7 separate regions of the Mus musculus genome follow, and regions 1, 2, 3, 4, 5 and 6 are each linked to region 7. The links are chromatin contacts, called in public HiChIP or PLAC-seq and promoter capture Hi-C maps. All regions are on one chromosome and are shown on one strand. Each heading gives the region's core, a stretch centred on a gene start, on an enhancer-like site or on the middle of the called end of the contact. The rest is flanking DNA. Distances are from core to core; before and after follow the strand shown. Region 1 holds the start of Fbxo9 (f-box protein 9). Region 2 holds the start of D430036J16Rik (RIKEN cDNA D430036J16 gene). Region 3 holds the start of Gsta4 (glutathione S-transferase, alpha 4). Region 4 holds the start of Ooep (oocyte expressed protein). Region 5 holds the start of Ddx43 (DEAD box helicase 43). Region 6 holds the start of Mto1 (mitochondrial tRNA translation optimization 1). Region 7 holds the start of Cox7a2 (cytochrome c oxidase subunit 7A2).

Region 1 (2,714 bases), core at 110-2,609, 1.7 Mb before region 7:
GATGTGATTAAAAGTTTATCACAGATCACAGTTAATAGGTTTGCTAATATTGAAGATCTGGTACTGCACCAAACCCCACACCATGCCAGGCTAGTCGGAGGCTCAAAAATAACTAGTTGAATACAGAATGCCTATCTCAGAACAGAATCCATTGTTAACCTTGATTTTGACAGTAGGAACTGGAATTTTACTACATTTAGTCGATTTTAATCCCACTTGAAATAAGCAGGAGCTTAGTTAATCATCAGTATTTTCATAGTTGAAAATTACTCAAGCATCATGGTATAGTTTAGTGGGTTAGTTTCTTCGCAGATGAGATTAACTGAACATAAAGAAGGTTAAGGGCTTAATCGTGGTTTGAGGACTACTTTTGAAAGTTTAGAAGAAGAATCAATTAGTGTGTTTTCTGTGCACCAGACTAGTTTCATAAAATAAACCGTTGCAGCCAATTCATGTTAAAAAAAAAAAAAAAGCCACTTGAGTGTTCTCCCAGTCAGTCTGGTATCTTTCATTCTTAAATCATCCAGCCCTAGCCGGAAACTAGTTTCTTAAGTCACTGCAGAGCCTACATACTCCATGCAACAGTCCCGTGAGACCGGAGCTGTCACACATGGAGCTTGGCGCAGTCTCTCCGTCCGCACAGCAGAGAAGCGGCTTAGGCCCTCGCTATCAAGAAACTTGGCAAGAATCCCTCCAAGTCCAGTTTGCCAGCACTGCCTGCGAATATCCTACCAGGGCCACTGACACCTCGAGGGCGTGCGTCCCAAACGTGGAGCTCCCGAAATCATCTATGGGCCGGGCTGCCAGAACAGAAGCGATCAACAAGTGTCACCGCTTGCCAGGGCCACCTCCCTTGTGCAGAAGCCAGGACAGGTCACCTGAGACCCGACTCCCAGCTCGGACAGTCTGGAGTGACCGAAGCGGGCCTTTCCTCGGCTATCCGTCAAACCCTGCCCTCACCACCCGGCCCTTGCTGCCCTCCCTCCTCGGTTACCATGCTGGCCGGCGGCCGGCCCAGTCGAGGGGCTTCCCGCGCCCGGCTCCCGGAGGGGTGGCGGCTGCCCGGTGTCTACTCCTGCCCGTCTGCTGCAGCGCGGCTTAGCAGAGTTCTCGGTCGGAGAAGCGCACCAGGCAGCGGCAATAACTGCGGGCCCGGCGTACGGCAGCCATTTTCGCGGGACAGGGGGCCGGAGGCAGGCGCGCTGCGGCGGCCGGGGACTCGAGCTGCGGAGGGGTCGCCGGTCGCCAGCGGAGGCCGAGCACCGAGCGAAGAGCTGAGCGTCGGCCCAGCAGGAGACGTCTGGACGCAGCGGCGGAGCTGCCTGCTCTGCTGCGGAAACTGCGCCGCCGCGCCGCGCATGCGCAATGCCGTCGTCGCCGTCGCCGCCGCCTGCTTGGCTACCAGCCACCCGTCGCGAGCTAGGGTGATGGGCCTACTGTGTGCAGCCGTCGGTGGAGCTAAGCTGGCCCGCCTCACTCAGCCCGCCTGTTTGATGCTGAGAACACCCAGGCAGGAAGGAGCAGACGTTAGCTCAAAATGTTTGAACCTGAATTTGGAGTAGAGCCCCCTGAGTCGATCCTAATTGGACATTAGGGGACAGTACTTTAGGCGCCCTGGACACTGGGTGCCCTGTCAGAATGAGAAAAGAGAGCGAAAACTCAACAATCATTGAACCCCACAGACTCTGAACCGAAGAAAACGTACGCTCATGTGTGCAGCCGGAGAGTGGTAACAGCCAACGCAAGTCACGTCGAACTACAGATCCCACAATACAACGGGGGAAGGACGGCCCTTTTCAAGGCCTGAAACCCGACTCCTGAAGGAGTGGACACTACAAGGGACGCTGGGATTTGTAGTCAAATGTTCCACGTTGAGCCGGAACTTACACCCACCCACCCCCAACCCGGTGCCACTTCTTACAGTCCAAACATCCGATTCCACGTCAATAGAAGGCACTTGGATTGCACATTTTAGAACTTTTTCACCTACAGGCATATGCTAGCAAAACTTACGGGCTTCCTGGCCTCTGACAGACATTTAGACAACATTTATTGAGTTTCTGTAAGTGTTAGAACCTAACAGCCAGGACGCTACATTCACCCGACTTCACAGAACTTAAAATTTTATTGTGCTACTTTATTCTGGAGCTCAGAAATGAAGTACGTCTTCGGCAAAGACATGGAGGTAAAAGGGGAGGGGTGCAACTTGATTACAGTAAGAAATTGCAAATCCTGTGTATGTTGTCTATTTAGTTAGTTTGTATTCCACTGAGTCCAGTTAATGCTGGAATATTGCCTTATCTTTTGGGCCTGATTTTGTAGAAATTATCATAATTTCAGTAGGCTGATGAATACACCTGTCGTGACATATCCAAAAGACAGCATCTCGGAACACTCTTTCCTGTCCCCGGGCTCTTACATTCTCTCCACCCCATCTTCTTTAATGTTCCCGGAGCTGGGGGCTGGGGAGTGGATATAGATATGTCCCATTTAGGGCTGAGCACTGTCACCTATTCTCGGCAGATTTTGTAAATAATGGAATCCACCTCTAGGTGGAGACTGTCCTTGGCTCCTCCCTTATAGACTAATCTAGTGGGATATAGGTCAGGGACTTGGCCCATGGGATTACCCCTAGGAAGGTGAAATCAATTTAAGACAATGTCATTTTTCTTCCAGAATCTAGGGTGTCATTCCCTAGAAGCCACCATGAGATT
Region 2 (2,700 bases), core at 148-2,647, 1.9 Mb after region 7:
CAGGTACGTGAGATTAGAAAACAAAGCAGCCTGCAGACTTTGGCACTAGCACACATCATGTTTTGAGTTGTTAAGAGCTGTGGATTGACGATCACTAAACAGGAATTAAAAAAATTAGAAATCTGCAGAAAACAAACAATCTTAGGTGTTGATTCTGAGTATCACTCCCCTTCTCCCATGCCCACCCACCACCCCCATATAATTTTTGATTGTAATAAAAATAGAGATCTTAGCATCAGAATTTTGCTGTTAACTCTTCAAGGTTGCTCTGTGCCGTCCAAGCCACATTCAGTGTTTGAAGCACCAAATCCACAAGTTTCTCCGACCAAATTTAAATAAATAAATGAAGACTGAAGGATGCCAAAGTGTTTAAAACTTAAGCTGTAACACAGAGTTCTCCCCAGAGCATAGAGTATTAATTGTCAAGTTCAAGTACTGCCAGGCTGTATGTAGAGGTGTCTCAGGCCTCAGACAACATCTACAAGTGCTACTGGCTTAGAGGGCAACAACATCCATGATACAAAACGGGGCAGGGATACCCATCCATCACCAATGTTAAAAAGTTGCAACCTTTTGTGTGAATGGCTGCTGGAGGATCTGTGCTGAGCCCGGACTTTGAGTGGAGGAAGCTAAGTTCCTCGGGTATGGAAGCTTTACAGTAGTTTGCGTTGTTCACATTCCAGAGTGCTCTCTCAGAGAAGCTAGGCTTCTGCCGGGGCCTCTGAGGATCCATTGCCCTTGCCCAGAAGAGAGAGCCTTGCTTCCACCCAGTAACAGGGAAAGAAGATTTGACCTACCTGTGAAAAGACCCAACTTGGTCCCCAAAGGTCGCTTAGGCGACCCCACTGCCATTGACAAGTCAACCTGCGCACTTAAAGCGTATCAGTTTGTGGAACGCTTGTTTGAAGTCCTCATTGGACATGGTGTAGATGATGGGGTTGATGAGGGAGTTAAGATAGCCTAACCAATTGAAGAAGTCAAAAATGGCCATGTGAAACCAGCAGGCATCCTTACAGATAGGCATCACCAGGGAGATGATGAAGAAGGGCAGCCAACACACAATAAATGCTCCTAAAATGATCCCTAGGGTCTTGGTGGCTTTGCGCTCCCTAGCGGCCATGAGTTTCTTCTTTTCCAGCAGGGCGTCTGAGACTCGCACTTTGACTTGGTTCACGTACACAGGAGACCCGGACTCACTGGGCACGTCCGGAGCCCGGGAGTTAATGGAGGTGACCGAGGATGTGGATCCCGGGGAGTCTGTTATCAACTGGGCTCGGGTCAAGCGCTTGCCGGTCTTGTTGGGTGTCTGTTTCAAAATCCGAGAGCGGGCTTCCACATAGATGCGGCCATAGAGGGCGATGAGGAGCAGGGTGGGTAAATAGAAAGCGCCCACCGTGGAGTAGACCGTGTAGAGGACGTGGTCGGTGTTCACAAAGCAGTCCAGCATCTCCTCCTCTGCTTTGGCTTGACGCCAGAAGAAGGGTGGCAACGAAATAGAGATGGAGAAGACCCACACCAGCACGATCATGATGGCCGCCCTTTTGGGAGTCCTTTTAGCAGAATACTCCACCGCATCGGTGATGGCCCAGTAGCGGTCCAGGGCGATGACACAGAGATGCATGATGGAAGCAGTGCAACAGGTGATATCCGACGACAGCCAGAAGTCGCAGACCACCTGGCCTAGTGTCCAGCGTCCAGTGACCGTGTACATGGTGCTGATGGGCATCACCAGGATGGACACGAGCAGGTCAGTGACTGCCAGAGAGGCGATCAGGTAGTTAGCCGGGGTGTGTAGCTTCCGGGTCCGATACACCGTAGCGATTACAAAGGCGTTGGAGAGCGTGGTGGCCAAGGTGATGAGCGCCAACAAAGCAACCAGCAGGACTTTCCAGGGCAGGGCGATGGAGTCCTGGTAAATGTAGCCGTCGGCGCTGCAGTTGTGGGAGAGGTTGGTGAGAGGTACCCCTGTCTGGGAGGCGGCGGGAGGCGGCGGGGCGCACTGAATACCCTGCTCCTCCATAGCTCTCCTCGTCCTGGCTGCGGAGCGCAGCTCTTGAACATGGAGCGGACCAGGGAAAGAACAGAGGACGGGAGGATCATGGAGACTATAGGCTTGTCTCCTTTGGCTAGCCAGTTCCGTGGGCTCCTCAGTAACTCCTCCGCCTGTGTTCTCAGCCCAAAGGAGAGGTCACAGGCGCGGCCACCAAGCCTGCGGGCGCGTCCCCTGCACTTCCAGTGCGCCAGGCGCTGCTGCCGCGTCTGCTAGCTCCTCTCCACTCCCCGTCTTCGCCCGGGTGAATAAAGCACTGGCCCACCCAGTCCAGCTTCTCTCAGGTTCCCTGGAGGCAAACAGTGGAGAAGGACTAAGTATCGCTTGTAGAGGGGTCTCGGGGTCTAGTGGGACCTCTTACCCCAATTGCTCAGGTCTCAGCTTCTCCTAACCCGGGCGCTCCGGAATCTGCAGACTCCGCCCGAAGGAGTTTGCTGGCTGTGCAGACCGAAGCTTGCAGGCCAGTGCAGAGTCCTGGGCTTGCATCCCCACCCCATGCCCCCTACAAGCCCGGAGCTCCGCCACTTTCTTTGGCCGCCGCCTGACTTGGGGATTGTGAAGTCTGCGAGCCAGCCGCGCGGCGCCAGCAGCCTGGGCGCCGCACTCCCTCCCTTTTCACACGCTGGCCACACCAGCGAGCTGCCCCGTGG
Region 3 (2,709 bases), core at 91-2,590, 1.6 Mb before region 7:
TCAATATGGAAAAAGAACAGGGATCCAGGCATCCAGGGACACACCCATCTTCCCCACCTCAAGTCCATCTTCCAGGTACTGAAGTGAGTTCAGAGTTTAACCAGAGAGCCTCAGGCACGCACATCTAAGCGGTCCTGGTCTAGGCAGTGGTCACGTGTGCTCACTGCTTTTCTGTGCTTCAGTCTCATCTTGTAAGACGTTCTGACTAACTCTTAGAAACTGTGCCAAAGGAATGTTTCCCAGGAGACAAGATCCCCCTCTGACTGGATTCCTGGGGAGTGTCCCTTTTCTTTGAGGTCCATTGTTTCCGTAGTCTGATAGTCGGACTGAGAGACACAAAGTGTCTCTTTTCAAATGTATTTTTGCCAGCCTGTTACAGAAACGTAAGCCATTTTGCATTGGGGCAACTGGTTTGAGGGGCAGCACTTTTAAAGAGGTGATAAGGTGGATGAGGGCTCCGCTGTCACGAGTGAATTAATGTCACTGAGGAGCGGGTTAGGTACTGAAGAACTAGCTTGCCTCAGTTTTAGGCTTCAAAGCCGTCCTACAGTAAAGACAAACTAGGTTTATTCCTGTTCATGACTGTACCTCTGTTTCTCAAAGGCAGAGCTATGCCCCACCTGTAACCTTAACTACAAACGGTTCTTGATGGGCTGCCTATGACTGTTCCAGGAATGGCGGTCATGCCTTTTTAACCATCTGCCCCATTCTACAGGGTAAAATGAAAGGGGAAAAAATTCTTTAAGGAGAAAGAGAGGGAGGGGGCAAAGTTTCCCATTCATCGGGAGTCCACCCCTAAGGTGAATGCACGAGCTTGCCGCTTTCTCTCTCGTCAAGGGAGGGCACACTTTTTTTTTTCTTTTATTTTACCCCATCCTCAGCAAGTGAAAGAAAGCCCCTCAATTTTGGCTTGCCCAACCTCCAGAACTGTACGTCTCTAATTTGTTTTCAAAAATAAAGTCTTGAGTGTCTATTTTAGCATCACAAGAATGGACCACAGCACGATGCTCCCAGTCGCTGATTCCTCTCTACTGTACTTTTGTTGGCAATGAATACAATGAATTCACAAATCTGCAAGCTCTAACCTTTCAATAGGTTGATGTTATAGTTATTTTGAATACAGTGCATTTATCTGAACTGCTTATATTACTGGGTTCCCCCGTAGAGAATGTAAACACTTCCAGCACAGGAATCGGAGTCCTCGCGTCAGCACCCCCAAAGAGTGTACTCAGTAATGAGTCAGCGAAAACTTTTAGAGCAAACCTGTTCTTCTCCCCGGGAAACAAAGCGTTAACCAACGTGCCTAGGGGGCGTGTACATTTCTTAAATGTTCAATGGCTGGTGGGCGGAGCTTCCAAAACGACCTGCAGGACGGTGAACTTTCGCTCGCAGAACCGCTTCTTTCCAGTGCCTGGAGACAACAATCCCACAAGAATAAGGTGAGTGAGTGCGTACATGTGTGTGCGTGCGTGTGTGTGTGTGTACTCCTCTTGCACTGAGTAGTTACATAATTTTGCTAAAGCTACAGTTTATAATCCGCAATTGTTTTAACTTTGTGATTTATTTGCTGTTCACTATCTCAAAGCTTGTTTAGGCCAAATAAAAGGCACAAATTTTTTCTGCCTAGTAGATGAGCGGTTGGTATGGTCTAAAGGTCTTGGTAGGGTTCGTTTTCTCTGCCATTTAAGTAATTAAAAGGCAGGAGGAATTTCAACTGCAACAGATAGCAGTGAAGAAATCTCAAACCCTGCAGACAGGAGCAGAGACTCAGCAGCTGAAGAAGGGGGCTTGCTGGAGGCAAGCAACCACCCACATGCAGCAGACACACAGAGAAAAGATCTGCAACACTGAAGCCACAAAATCTAAAAATCCCCGATCTCTTCTCGAGGGCTGGATTTGTTTGTTTGTTTGTTTGTTTAGTCTCTGAAGACCCCCCCCCCCCAATATAGGGTAATCACTTTAAAGAAAAGAAGTTTCTCTGGCCTGTGACTCTCGTGTAAACCAGCCCTAATCCAGATGGCCTAGAAGGTGTTGAGTTAGTCCCTCAGCAGTGGCCTGCTGCTGGGAGGTAAAAGCCTGCAAGGCCCTGGTTTTAAGGGGCCAGGCTTTTGTCTCAGCCTGGAGGGTATAGAAGAAGCCAGCCATCTTGGAAGTTCATCAGGTTTCTTACATATCCATGGCCCCTCTCCCTGTCTGTCTAACTTCTAGTCTCTCATGATTCTGAAGAAAATAGCAAATGGACATCTATCCAATGGACACGCGTGCGTTGTCTGTGCACAGCTTAAGTATGACTGGGCACACCAAAACACCCTCACACATTATAACTTCAAAAGTTGAAGAGACCTGAGAAACCTGCACATCAAATCCTACACTCTCCTGGCCCTGTGTGGAGTCAGAGCAGTTAGCACTCCCTCCCTGTGACGATGCTCGTGTGTGTGTGTGTGTGTGTGTGTGTGTGTGTGTGTGTGTGTGTGTGTGTGTGTGTGTGTGTGTGTGTGTGTGTGTGTGTGTGTGTGTGTGTGTACGTACTCGGGAGCGCAAATGCCAGCCTTGGGAACAAGAAAGCAGCATCCCGTAGCCTCCCCTGAGACTCATACCCCCTTTTGATTAACAACCAACTTTTCTCAGGTGCAGATGGCTCCTGCCCTCGAAGGAAACAGAACCCAATACCCTTGAAATGATAACAGCCCACTCTTAGACTATGAAAAA
Region 4 (2,700 bases), core at 149-2,648, 1.4 Mb before region 7:
GGTCTACAAAGTGAGTTCACGGGCAGCCAGGGCTGCACAGAGAAACCCTGTCTCGAAAAAACAAAACAAAACAAACAAAAAAAAAAAACTTGCTTGACACAGGAGTTAGGGCCCACTTTTAAGTCAACTGTGCCATTCTTGAGGGCCAGACTGAAGTGTTGTTAGAAACCGTAGGAATACAACCTACATACTCCCCGAACCATCAACTGAATACTCAAGTGTTTATAAATTTTACTGTATGTGATCAAACCAACAGCATACCAAAAAAAATTTTTTATATTGGAATAGTTCTACAAATTGCTATTTGCAAAGAAAAATAAACAGGAGGTGCTCGTGAAGGCGGGTAAGAAAATACGTGTAGTGATTTAAGACTCCATCTGTGTTTCTCTTCCCTCCAGCGGAAGCGGAAAGCCAGCCAGTTTTAGCCCTTTCTTACTTAACTTGCTTAGGATTGAGGAGGCACGAATTTTCAAGAACTCTTCAACTTCTTTCACCTTCACAGCTGGAAAAGGATCAACACCAACAGTCAGGCGGGAGGGGCGCAGAGTTTTAAAGAGAAGGGCTTCTGGACCTGGAATCTGGGAAGACTGGTGCCTATGGCTGAGCAGGGGGGGTTAATGGACCTTGGTGTGTCGGTCTTTCCCTACCTTCCTGCCATTTAAGGGCTTTGGAAAGGGATACCCAGGGACAATGTAGTTTCCTGGTGTTTGGAAACTGAAAGAAATTGTGAGAAGCTGAGACTCTCCCGCGGCTTACTCCCCAGGTGGGTCGTCAAAATCCCTTACCTCTTTGGAGTTCGTTTTCTTTGTGCCAGGCCGCCATGTTCAAGAGAATATTTTTCATTCGCGTCTGTGCACTGGGTTGTCCAAAGATGGTGATTTCAGCTAGGTTCCCAGAGTTGACGGAGTCCACTGTCAGCAGGGCTTGGCACATCCACTCTATTTCTGAGATTTCCGCTTGGTCTGTGCCTAAACAGGTGAGGAAGAGACTCTAAGCAATTAGAACGGCTTCAGATGGGAAGGCGCGGTCTTTGAAGGGCAGATTAGACTGAGGGATGGGGCATGGACTTGCTGCCCCTAGCAGAGTACAGAGAGCTAACCCAAACCTTTGCTGCCCCTAAAAGGATACAGAGAGCTAACCCAGACCCCCCTGGGGTGAGCTCACCTATGACCCTTTCTGCCACCCAGGCTTCCATGTAGAGCACCAGAGGATTACTGACTTCCTGAATTGGGAACCACCAGGGCCGAGTGCGAAGTCTCAGGGACACAGGCAGGACGTTAAGCAGCTTCTGAGAGTCAGAGTCTGGCTTGGCGTCAGCATCAGCCGTGTGGGATGCCATACTGCAAGCAGGAGGACGGGGCGCTGCTTGGCAGCCGGTCTGGTCTCGCTTTTCAAAGCTGCCCAGCCCGACCCCGCCCCTTCTATGCCACGCCGGCGCCCCCCCCCCCCCTCCAGCAAGGCGCGCACCGCGCAAGTGGGTAGGCTGGGTCTGCCAACACTAACAAAGGTCCTCTACCAGGTCTTCAGACTGTCACATTCTAGGCCCTGCCCAGGATACTGCTGACACGAAGAATTTGATTTGGTGGCTTAATTGGAATCACCTCCTGTGCTCTACTTAATTCCGTGTTACTTTCAAAGATATAGCCCAGGGTAGGCTAGTAGAGTCTGTAGAATGTGCCTCGTCTGCTGTCTGAATTGTTACCTTTAGAAATCCTTTACAACACAGATTCGTGTTTTAATCTAAAAGACAGAAGTGGGTTTTGAAACAAACATCACAAGTTTGACAGATTTTATTTCTAATCCTGTGTCATTTCTTCTTTAAGTGGAATTAATTCCTGATTAAGGTTTTTTTTTTTTTTTAATCATTTTAAACCTAATACAACGATGTCTGTCAAGGTTTGCATGTCTCGCTGGTTGTCATTCCCTGTCCCGAGGGCTGCTCTGTTTCTGTCAGCAGTGCTGACAAGCCTGCCTGCCCTCTGGAAATACAGAACAGCTTCCCGCAGGTCCATACATTTGCTTGAGCTGTTTTCTGGAGATGCTCCCAGCTGAAGTTACTTTTACTTAACAAGCACACACCAGCCCTGTCTCGAAAAACCAAAAACAAAAACAAAAACCAACAAGCACACACCAAGCCCAACCCTATGTTACCCTCCCCCGACACCACCACCACCACACACACACCCTGTGTCTGTATTTTCAGATTCCCTTAGGGAGCTGGGGCTAGCCACAAGTGTTGTTTGTCTGCATCAGTTTTTCAAAGATCTGTGAGGAAGACAATCCCTGACCATTCTCATCTGGACGACAGTTAATTTGTGATTTCCTTTTGTTTTGGAGGCAGAGTTTTTTGTTTGTTTGTTTTGGGGGGTTTTGTTGTTGTTTGGTTGTTGTTTTTTAATCCTAGCATCCCAGGTAGATAATATCACTGTACCTTACTTGCTAAGCCCATGCCAGCCCCCAGAGAGTTAAAATGCTCCCACTCTTTGATAGGCTTGGTGGGTGGGGGGAGACAGGAGTGCCAACTGTCTTAACCTCCAGCTGTCTGGGTTTGAGTTTGATTAAGAGGAAGGTGGAGGTCATGTGACTATTGCACCTCATTTTATCTGTAGCCTTAAACTCTTTGTACCCAACCCAAGCCAAGCAACAACCAAGACTTCCAACACTTTTGTCTCCCCTGTTATCTCTGGAGGGACTGGTCAG
Region 5 (2,700 bases), core at 110-2,609, 1.4 Mb before region 7:
CTTTCTCCCTCTCTTCTCCTCTCCCTCCTAGGAGTCGTCACGATTTCCAATTTACCCAGCAGCTTTCCCCTCATGACGGTGGACAGCACCCCTATCATTTCTCCAGAGCAGTACATCGGTTATAGTAGAAGAGACTAAACTAAGAGGTCATTGCTTAAAATCCAGTTCCCAAAACAGCTCAGTATCTGTGGCGGGAAAGTCTGACCTTCTCAGAGGAGGTAGAATATAATTCTTTCTGCTTCTAGTTTCTGGAAAAGGTTCATTACCCAAATGCTAATACCAGACAAAGGCATTGCAAGAAAGCTGCTAAACAAAACCTCTCATGAACAGCCGGGCCCAACAAACACCCAGCGACGTTAGCACATCAAAACCAGCAGTCACTTCTGAAGGCGGTTATCCACCCACTTCAGGATCAGAGTCTGCATGGACATTTAAGATTTGCTCTACTTCTGGCTTCTCCTGGCTCCCCCGTGTCCACACCCCCATTCTATGCTGTTTGGATTACTTTAAATCCTCAAGCACAGTCAAGACATGTTTTGTGATTGGCTTATTTTTTATTTTGCTCGATGTTTCTGTGTAAGTCCAAGATGCTTTGATAGTTTGGTGTTTTATTCACATTCCCCCAGAGAGTATTGTATCAAGAGATACTGTTGCTACATCTGTGTGTCATGAAATTCATCTATAAGCCCAGCACTTGAGTGCCCACTCCCAGGCAGGAGAATTAAGGCTATCTTCAAAGATATTAGTATACATAGTATTATATAATATAATTTGATGTAATTTATTTAACCCAGGATGGACCCAACCTTCCAGTTTTTCCTCAGTGTCTCCTACAAGACATTCAATGCTAAGATTCTGCGTGTCCTCTGTTTGATGGATGGTTGACCTGTGATCTAGTCTGACAATTCGAGGATCCCAATCCCAGCAAAGGATGCTGGAGCTTAGGCCAGGCCTGGAGGACTGTGTCCAGCTCCAAAATCCTTGCAAAGCTGGGTGTGCTTCAGGCAGTGCTATTTTTTTTTTTTTTTAACTTTAGGTATTGGGGAGTGTAGATAGGGTATCCTGCGCTTAGGCAAGCGCTTTCATCGAGTTATTTTAAGATAGAGCCTGAAAGTAATTGTCACGCAGACCCTCCTGCCCCAGATCTCAAGCCTGTACATTAGCCCGTCATGAACCTGAATTTCGAGGCACGGTTGGGATCGTTTCCGTGGCACGGAGACGCACTGTCCTCAAGCTGATGTTCCCAGCCAGACACTAGCCGGGCAAATAGGGGTCCAGGTGGCCGCTCGGTTGCAAGCGCCGATTGGTCAGGCCAGCCAGGCCCCGCCCCCGAAGCGCGGCGGCCAATGAGCGCGCAGAGGACTGGCGGGCGAGCTCGCGGGCGGCAGCGGAGTTTTTCCGACGCCGCGGCCTGTGCAGCTGAGTCTGGAACGACGTGCGACGCGCGGCTCTCCTCAGAGCCATGTCTAGGCGGGAACCCGCAGCCAACGCTTCCTCCTCGGGCGTTGCTCCCCGGCGAAGCTCGACCGGGTCCCGGGGCGCCGACCGGACAGCGACGGAGGAGACGAACCGGAGAGGCCGGGTCGGTAGCAGGGGTGCGGGCGGCGGCTGGAGAGAGCCCGCCGGGGCCGCCGAGGCTACGGCCGCCGGCCGCCGCGAACCGCCGCTCTGCTTCGGGGTGAAGAACGATGTGGTGGGCGCGGTGATAGGTGAGCGCCGGCGGCGCCCAGGCTCGCTGCATGACGGGGCGGCGGCGTCGGGGCTCCAGCAGCGCGGGGGCGCAGTTCTATGGCGGGCCGGGGCGTGTGTGGGAGAGAACCTCCTGGAAGACTCGCGCGGCATCCGCGGTAAAGGTCTTTCCGGTTTCCCGCAGGGGCCAGCAGCTCAGTGCGGAGGTGCAGCCATCACCCTCTAGGTCGTTTTCACACCTAGTGTGCTTTAGTGTCAGGTCAGAGCCGCAGCTTCGTCTCTGCCAGGAGGTTTAACTTGAGGTGAATGTAACTGCGGAGAGCAGTACGCGGGAGTCTTAGATGCGCAATTTTCAACTTTTCTGAGATGCATTTTACAGTGATGGAGATGTTTCCCTCAGTTGGCTTCAATTCTTAGTTTCAGTTATAGGGCTTTTTGGGGGGTGGGTTGGGGTCCGTGAAGTGAATATATTTAGTTCTAAAAGCCTGCTTTGTGGCATTTAATCGTATGTTTTAAGGCTGGTTACTAGAATAGACAAAGATTCCGTTTGCAGGGTCCAAGCTCCCCCGCCCTCCCCACCCCTCCCAATCTGAACAAGAAGCCCAGTATTTGAACGGGAAGCTCACCAGAGAACCAATAGGTTTGCGACAGATATTAGACCCGCTGCAAGAAGCAGTGAAGTCTAGGCATTGGAATACACACGACTCGTTGGTTGTGCATGCTACTGTGTTTGTTTGTTTGTTTGTTTCTTATTCTGGGTATTGAACCCAGTGCATCCCAAATAATTAGGTGCATCCTGAGCTACATCCCTAGCCTTGCAACCTAGATGGTTTATTCCAGTGTGTGTTAAAATATGACAATCTTTATTTTTTCCTCTACTGTTCATCTTCTCCCACCCCACTTCCTTCTTCCCTCTCTTTTTCTTTCTTTGAACTCAGGATTGAACCCAGAGCTTCATAAGAGTTAAGCCTATCTTTACCCCTAATCTGCTACTCAGCCCCACCTTACTTC
Region 6 (2,700 bases), core at 24-2,523, 1.3 Mb before region 7:
CTGTAGTATGAGTAAGCCCATACACATACTCACATGCAAATGAATACATGCAATTAAAAATTTAAATATATATAGTTAAATGGAGGGGAATAAAGTGAAAGATAGTATAATCACAGAATTTATATACAAAATACTAGCGTTCCTGTGCCGTGTGAGTTTTCCCCCTCCTGTGAAAATGTGAATAAATGTATATTTACCTGAGGGCACCAAGAACAAGCCAAAGAAAATTATTCCACTCAAATATAATTTAGTGAAACTATAAGTTTTTTGGAGGTATTTACAGGAGTGTGGATGACTCAAAGACTGCATTACAAAAGTCCAGGGCAGTATGGATGACAACTCACAAAAGTTGTATCCCTGAGCCCCCGAAGGACTTGCACATCTGATGGTCCTGGAGTCTACCCCCTAGCAATGGTCCCTGCTTGTATAGCCTGAAGTAGGGGTGGGCCTGGCAATTTATAAATCTTCCTGGGACTGAACCTGTAAACTTTGTTCACTTCTGGACTTTTATGAGACTCCCTCCTCTAGGAAGGAATATTTCAACTCAGAGGAAAACTTGTATATGCATATAAAAATAGCTACTAGCAACAAAAGACTGGCATTCCTTTAAAGTAGGGACAGAGCACTTTGTAGGAGTTACACATTTTTTAATTCTCCATGTCTTGTGTGTATATTATGTTTAAATAGGAACCAGAGAAATGGCTCAGTGAACAAGATCTCTTGCTCTTTGCAGAGAACCTGCCGTGTTTGATTCTCAGCACCCACATAGTGGCTCATAACCTTTTATTGCTCCAGAAAATCTGATGCACTCTTCTGACTTTTGTGGGAATAGGCTAGATCGAGGCGCGCGCGCACACCCACACACCCATACACCACATGCACAGGCAAAACAATCATACACATAAAATAAATGTCAAAAAAATGTTTAAGCTGTATATAAATAATGGAGTTTTGATTTGGAGACGTGATATTCATTTGTAGACCCAGATGGCCTTCAAGATGAGGATTAGAACTCGGATTGCCTTAGTCGACTAACCTCTCAGAAGATTTTGAGGCGAAATGATCAAATTTATTGTTCATAGGTGGCAACCTGGCGATAAAGACAAGTCCACGGGAAAAGCCTAACCTCAACCTCCAAGATAGAATCTCCCGCCAGCGCTGAAAGTACCTGCGGGGGGAGGAAGGGGGGGGGAGAACGCACAGGGCCTGCGCGCACCTCCCCGCGGCGAAGCTCCAACCCGCCAATCAAAAGCGTCGCTGGACGCAGGCGCGCTACGCGCTGACTCGGCCAAGATGGCGACGCCCAGCTGGCTTCTACTCCGGTGACAGTTCCGGGCGTCTCTAGCTAGCTTCCCTCAACATGTTCCTTCTCCGAGGCCGTGGCCATTGGGCCGCAGCGTCCCTCGGCAGACGGCTGCCTTTGCGTCGCCTCCGCAGCGACAGCGCGGCGCCCTGCACCCCGCACTTCGACGTGGTAGTTATCGGAGGAGGGCACGCGGGGACCGAGGCGGCCGCCGCCGCCGCTCGCTGTGGCTCGCGGACCCTGCTTCTCACGCACCGCGTGGACACGATCGGTGAGGAGCCCCGCGGCCGCGGCGGGAACTCTACGTCCGACCGAGCGCGGGCAGGGTTGCGGTGGACCGGAGTGGCCGGTGCCCGGGGTCAGGGAGCGGAGGACTGAAAGCCACGGCGGCTGCTGGGCAGGTCGCTGGGTTGACCCTCCCCGTATTGTCATCTCAGAGAAATCCCGAGTTAACATTTTCACACCCGTCTTGTTAAGCGACCGACGTGGTGCGTCCACGGAGAGCTTGTCAAGCTCTGCCGCCGCTTGTCGCGTTCCGTATTTCCATTGCGTGTTTTGTGCTGATAGGCGCCTCAGCTTACGCACCTCGTTTTCATTATCCATCCGACACTTGATAAACATTAGGCTGATCCCGCTTCTAGGCTCTGGCGAGTAGTGTCTCGTTAAATATAGAAGTCCACTTGTCACTTCACACAGATTTAAATTCTTTTAGACATATACACAGTAGTGCAAAACCTGTGTTCTATCAACGCTGTAGGATATGTCTAAAAAACATTTCAGAGGCCTACTAATGATTCTCATAAATGAGACAGTGCTGTGTAGACCAAGCTGGCTTGGAAGTCACAGTGATCCATCTGCCTCAGCCTCCTGAGTGCTGGGATTCAAGGTGTACCCAATCACGCCTGACCAAAGTGATGAAGGAAGGTGGTACATTATCAAGTATTCCTTGGCTTCAAAGAAGAAAGGTAACTTGGCTTAGACGATAGAGTCCATAGGAATGCAGAGAACGGGAATGAGTCGCCCATTTTCTGCTAATTCCTCCTCTCTTTGAAGTTAGAGGAGAGCGTGTTGGGGTTTATTGTTTTAAATGAATCTGATTAGTCTGATTACCTTTCCGAGCACTCTTTATTAAGTAATATGTACAGGGTACTCTATTATGATCATATCCATTCTCTTTAGGTCAGATGTCCTGTAATCCTTCCTTTGGTGGCATCGGAAAGGGGCATTTGATGAGAGAAGTGGATGCCTTGGATGGTCTGTGTTCCCGGATCTGTGACCAGTCTGGTATACATTACAAAGTGCTAAACCGGCGTAAGGGCCCTGCTGTGTGGGGACTGAGAGCACAGATTGACCGGAAACTTTATAAACAGAACATGCAGGTGAGCACAGGCGAGGCC
Region 7 (2,700 bases), core at 24-2,523:
CTGAAACAGAAAATTCACATGCATCGAACAAGACCTAAGAGTCCAAAGAAACCTGTAAAGGCAACTTCCAACCCTTCACACTGAAAGGAAGCTGAGATTTAAAGCATTATCGAACTTGTCAGTACTATCCAAGACTAGCATCCAGATTTTCTACATGTTGTCTATTCTCTGCTCTGTGCTTCATGTTACATATCATAGTCTTCAGAAACCATGACCTATATATAACCTGTGCCTGAAATTAATCAGTAGTATTTTATAGAACAAAACATGCTGATATACAGAAAAATAAATGATATAGACATCTTATAAGTTCTAACATTTTCATTTAATATTTGCCTATGTCAAAAATCTATTCCTGGCAGGGTAGTGGAGGCTCAAGACTTTAATCGCAGCACTAGGGAGGCAGAGGCCATGCTAGTCTACAGATTTAGTTCCAGGATAGCCAAGGCACTGAAAAATTACTTTGCAGTGGAGGGCACATGCTAGAACACTCCTGGACATCTAAGAAAAATGTAATTGGTGTTAAGTCTTAATTGTGTTAAACGATTACAAAATAAAATCAAAACACACCTTTTTAAATTTTGGAGAAATATTCACCAAGTGTTAAAGGTAATTCTGAATCGTCATTACACTTCAATCATGAAACCCATTAAATCCCAACTAAAACTGTACAATTTAGTTCTTTGGCTTACTTCTTTGAATCAGGTAAAATTTTATCTTTTCACTATGATACAAAACAAAATGACAACAAAAAGCCACCTTCCACCTAGGTTTTCCAGGTGTCCAAGATCCCCCCACTGGAGCCTACGTCAGAGCTACAGTCATAGCCATAAGCAACGGTAAGCTGTAGTGACCAAGAACCAAATGCGATCCTGCTCTTCCCTCTACGACTACCCAGAAACAGCCAGGGGCGAGTGGACGGAAGGTCAGGGAAAAGGACGCGCGGCCAAGGTGACTCCGGCTGCTGTCTTCTGCCACATTTCCAGCACGCCTTTCTGTCAGGATGCCTGACCCTCCGCCCCGACACTCCAGTACCAGCCAAACCCCCAAAGCTACCTACCAGCAGATTCCGCAACATCTTGGCTCGGTTGTTACCCACCAACCGCGACTACTGAACGCCAAAAATCGAAAGCCACCAGACCGGAAACGGAACTCCCTCCTAGCGCTGCGCGCGCGTCGAGCAAGAGGGCTCGTTCCGGGAAGAGGAGGGGCTCGCGCTCCCGACCATAGAGAGCGGAAGGCGAGCCAGAGCGACTTCTCGCAGCGGCCCGTCTAGCCTCCGGACCTCCGAAGCTATCCTTACCACTTGGCTCCGCCCTGCCGCGCCTGCCGCCGGACCCAGAATCACAATGGAAAGCAAACGCCACCCGCAATGGAGAGGCGTGAAGTCTTGCAGCCCTCTTCATACGCTCTGGTGAAGTCAGTGGACAACCAGACTACCCGGAAAGTAGCTTGTCTTGTGAGAAGGCTTTGAGCCATTGTTTACAGTCTGAAGGAACAATGGATGTCAAAGCTACGTCGTACAAGCTTAAATATTCAAAAGCTCCTCTTAATACGGATAGAGTCCAGTTTTAGGGTTTGTCTTCCACAGATGAAAGTGGGAGGCGTTAGTCTTTGTGCTGAGATCATATAGGAACGACCGATGTTGGCATCCACAGGTATGCCAACCTGTGGATCTTCTGCTAAACTCCTTGTGCTGGAAGCTCTTCCTGTGTCCCCAGACTGGAACTGGCTGACTTCGTTATTGAGTCTGGGAAAACGCTGAAAAGAGGGGAATACATTTTTAAATCCACGTTCAACACAAATATCGACTGTGTCGTGCTTTCTCAGATCCGCAGCACATTTCACTCCTGGATGGAGCTGTCAGAAGTGCGCGTATTTTACAGATAGGCTGTTAGCATTTTGCATCAGTCTTGCATAACTATTCCTCCTTACAACTGCCTTTATTCTTCTGCACACTAATGTACAAGTAAAAATAATCTACTCAACAATACAAATGTCTTTCCACCCTTTTGCAAACTCAGAAACGACTTCATTGCCATTTCAGGTAAAAGCTAATGATAAACGGGTTCCACAGTGTTGCGTGAATAAAAACTGGTAATGCTTAATTCCTTCAAATCTTGGGGTACTTTTTTCTTCATAACCTACTGTACCCCCAACACAGTCTAAATTTTCTTCCTTACCAAGTTTATAAACACCCATTATAACTGACTTTTTTTCTACCACCTCTTAATTATTCAATGTACCATCGAGCATAATTACCAACAGCTGGGGATGGGGAGTTTTGTTTTTTTTTTTTTTTTGTTTTGTTTTTTACATTTATTGTCTGTAATTGGAATTCGTTAAAGTTTGTGCTGCTGTCGCTGTTTCACCACAGGATATAAGTTTTCCCAGAACCGACTGTATACTTACCATTCCCCTAACACTAATAAAAATGGGCCTACTAGGGGGGCTGGTGAGATGGCTCAACGGGTAAGAGCGCTGACTGCTCTTCTGAAGGTCCTAAGTTCAAATCCCAGCAACCACATGGTGGCTCACAACCACCCATAATGAGATCTGATTACCTCTTCTGGTGTGTCTGAAGTCAGCTACTTACATATAATAATAAGTAAATCTTAGAAAAAAATAGGCCTACTAACCAACACTAAGTGCATACTGTTTGACATTCCTAGGAATAGTGACTGTCCAAGAAGAACCAAG

What was found. Promoter capture Hi-C pulls out the DNA fragments that hold promoters and counts their contacts. HiChIP or PLAC-seq counts read pairs in DNA pulled down with a chosen protein or histone mark. Capture Hi-C pulls out chosen DNA fragments and counts their contacts.
Region 1: a promoter capture Hi-C map of pre-B cells shows a contact between it and region 7, with 6 times the contacts expected there. The contact joins the promoter of Fbxo9 here to the promoter of Cox7a2 in region 7. A contact is called at or near these places in 5 of 39 promoter capture datasets (erythroid cells, hippocampal neurons, liver and 1 more), 1 of 115 datasets of contacts at active chromatin or transcription factors (astrocytes) and 1 of 9 other capture datasets (pancreatic islet).
Region 2: a promoter capture Hi-C map of embryonic stem cells shows a contact between it and region 7, with 5 times the contacts expected there. The contact joins the promoter of D430036J16Rik here to the promoter of Cox7a2 in region 7. A contact is called at or near these places in 1 of 39 promoter capture datasets (embryonic stem cells) and 1 of 115 datasets of contacts at active chromatin or transcription factors (stem cell-derived neural progenitor cells).
Region 3: a contact with region 7 is called in a promoter capture Hi-C map of cranial neural crest. The contact joins the promoter of Gsta4 here to the promoter of Cox7a2 in region 7. A contact is called at or near these places in 2 of 39 promoter capture datasets (cranial neural crest and embryonic stem cells).
Region 4: an H3K27ac HiChIP or PLAC-seq map of embryonic stem cells shows a contact between it and region 7, with 2.5 times the contacts expected there. The contact joins the promoter of Ooep here to the promoter of Cox7a2 in region 7. A contact is called at or near these places in 6 of 39 promoter capture datasets (cranial neural crest, erythroid cells, frontonasal cranial neural crest and 3 more) and 1 of 115 datasets of contacts at active chromatin or transcription factors (embryonic stem cells).
Region 5: a contact with region 7 is called in a promoter capture Hi-C map of stem cell-derived epiblast-like cells, with 3 times the contacts expected there. The contact joins the promoter of Ddx43 here to the promoter of Cox7a2 in region 7. A contact is called at or near these places in 9 of 39 promoter capture datasets (the 3T3-L1 cell line, the C10 cell line, cranial neural crest and 6 more).
Region 6: a promoter capture Hi-C map of pancreatic islet shows a contact between it and region 7. The contact joins the promoter of Mto1 here to the promoter of Cox7a2 in region 7. A contact is called at or near these places in 2 of 39 promoter capture datasets (hippocampal neurons and liver), 2 of 484 Hi-C or Micro-C datasets (cerebellum and uterus), 5 of 115 datasets of contacts at active chromatin or transcription factors (acute myeloid leukemia, embryonic forebrain, large pre-B cells and 2 more) and 1 of 9 other capture datasets (pancreatic islet).

The regions. Positions count from the first base shown.
Region 1 is chr9:78,107,297-78,110,010 of GRCm38.p6, forward strand. Fbxo9 (f-box protein 9) reads right to left here and starts at 1,360. Exons shown (of 13, transcript NM_023605.2): 1 at 995-1,360. The coding sequence starts at 997. It also overlaps a transcript of Cilk1 not described here.
Region 2 is chr9:81,630,533-81,633,232 of GRCm38.p6, forward strand. D430036J16Rik (RIKEN cDNA D430036J16 gene) reads left to right here and starts at 1,398. Exons shown (of 3, transcript NR_040395.1): 1 at 1,398-1,747. Htr1b (5-hydroxytryptamine (serotonin) receptor 1B) reads right to left here. Exons shown (of 2, transcript NM_010482.2): 2 at 1-2,339. The coding sequence starts at 2,020. The coding sequence ends at 860.
Region 3 is chr9:78,190,626-78,193,334 of GRCm38.p6, forward strand. It overlaps Gsta4 (glutathione S-transferase, alpha 4), which reads left to right and starts at 1,341. Exons shown (of 7, transcript NM_010357.3): 1 at 1,341-1,439.
Region 4 is chr9:78,377,190-78,379,889 of GRCm38.p6, forward strand. Ooep (oocyte expressed protein) reads right to left here and starts at 1,399. Exons shown (of 3, transcript NM_026480.3): 1 at 1,165-1,399; 2 at 786-968; 3 at 1-502. The coding sequence starts at 1,339. The coding sequence ends at 366.
Region 5 is chr9:78,394,418-78,397,117 of GRCm38.p6, forward strand. It overlaps Ddx43 (DEAD box helicase 43), which reads left to right and starts at 1,360. Exons shown (of 17, transcript NM_001191044.1): 1 at 1,360-1,709. The coding sequence starts at 1,463.
Region 6 is chr9:78,446,937-78,449,636 of GRCm38.p6, forward strand. It overlaps Mto1 (mitochondrial tRNA translation optimization 1), which reads left to right and starts at 1,274. Exons shown (of 12, transcript NM_026658.2): 1 at 1,274-1,574; 2 at 2,483-2,682. The coding sequence starts at 1,361.
Region 7 is chr9:79,758,580-79,761,279 of GRCm38.p6, forward strand. It overlaps Cox7a2 (cytochrome c oxidase subunit 7A2), which reads right to left and starts at 1,274. Exons shown (of 4, transcript NM_009945.3): 1 at 1,061-1,274. The coding sequence starts at 1,078. It also overlaps the pseudogene Gm51685.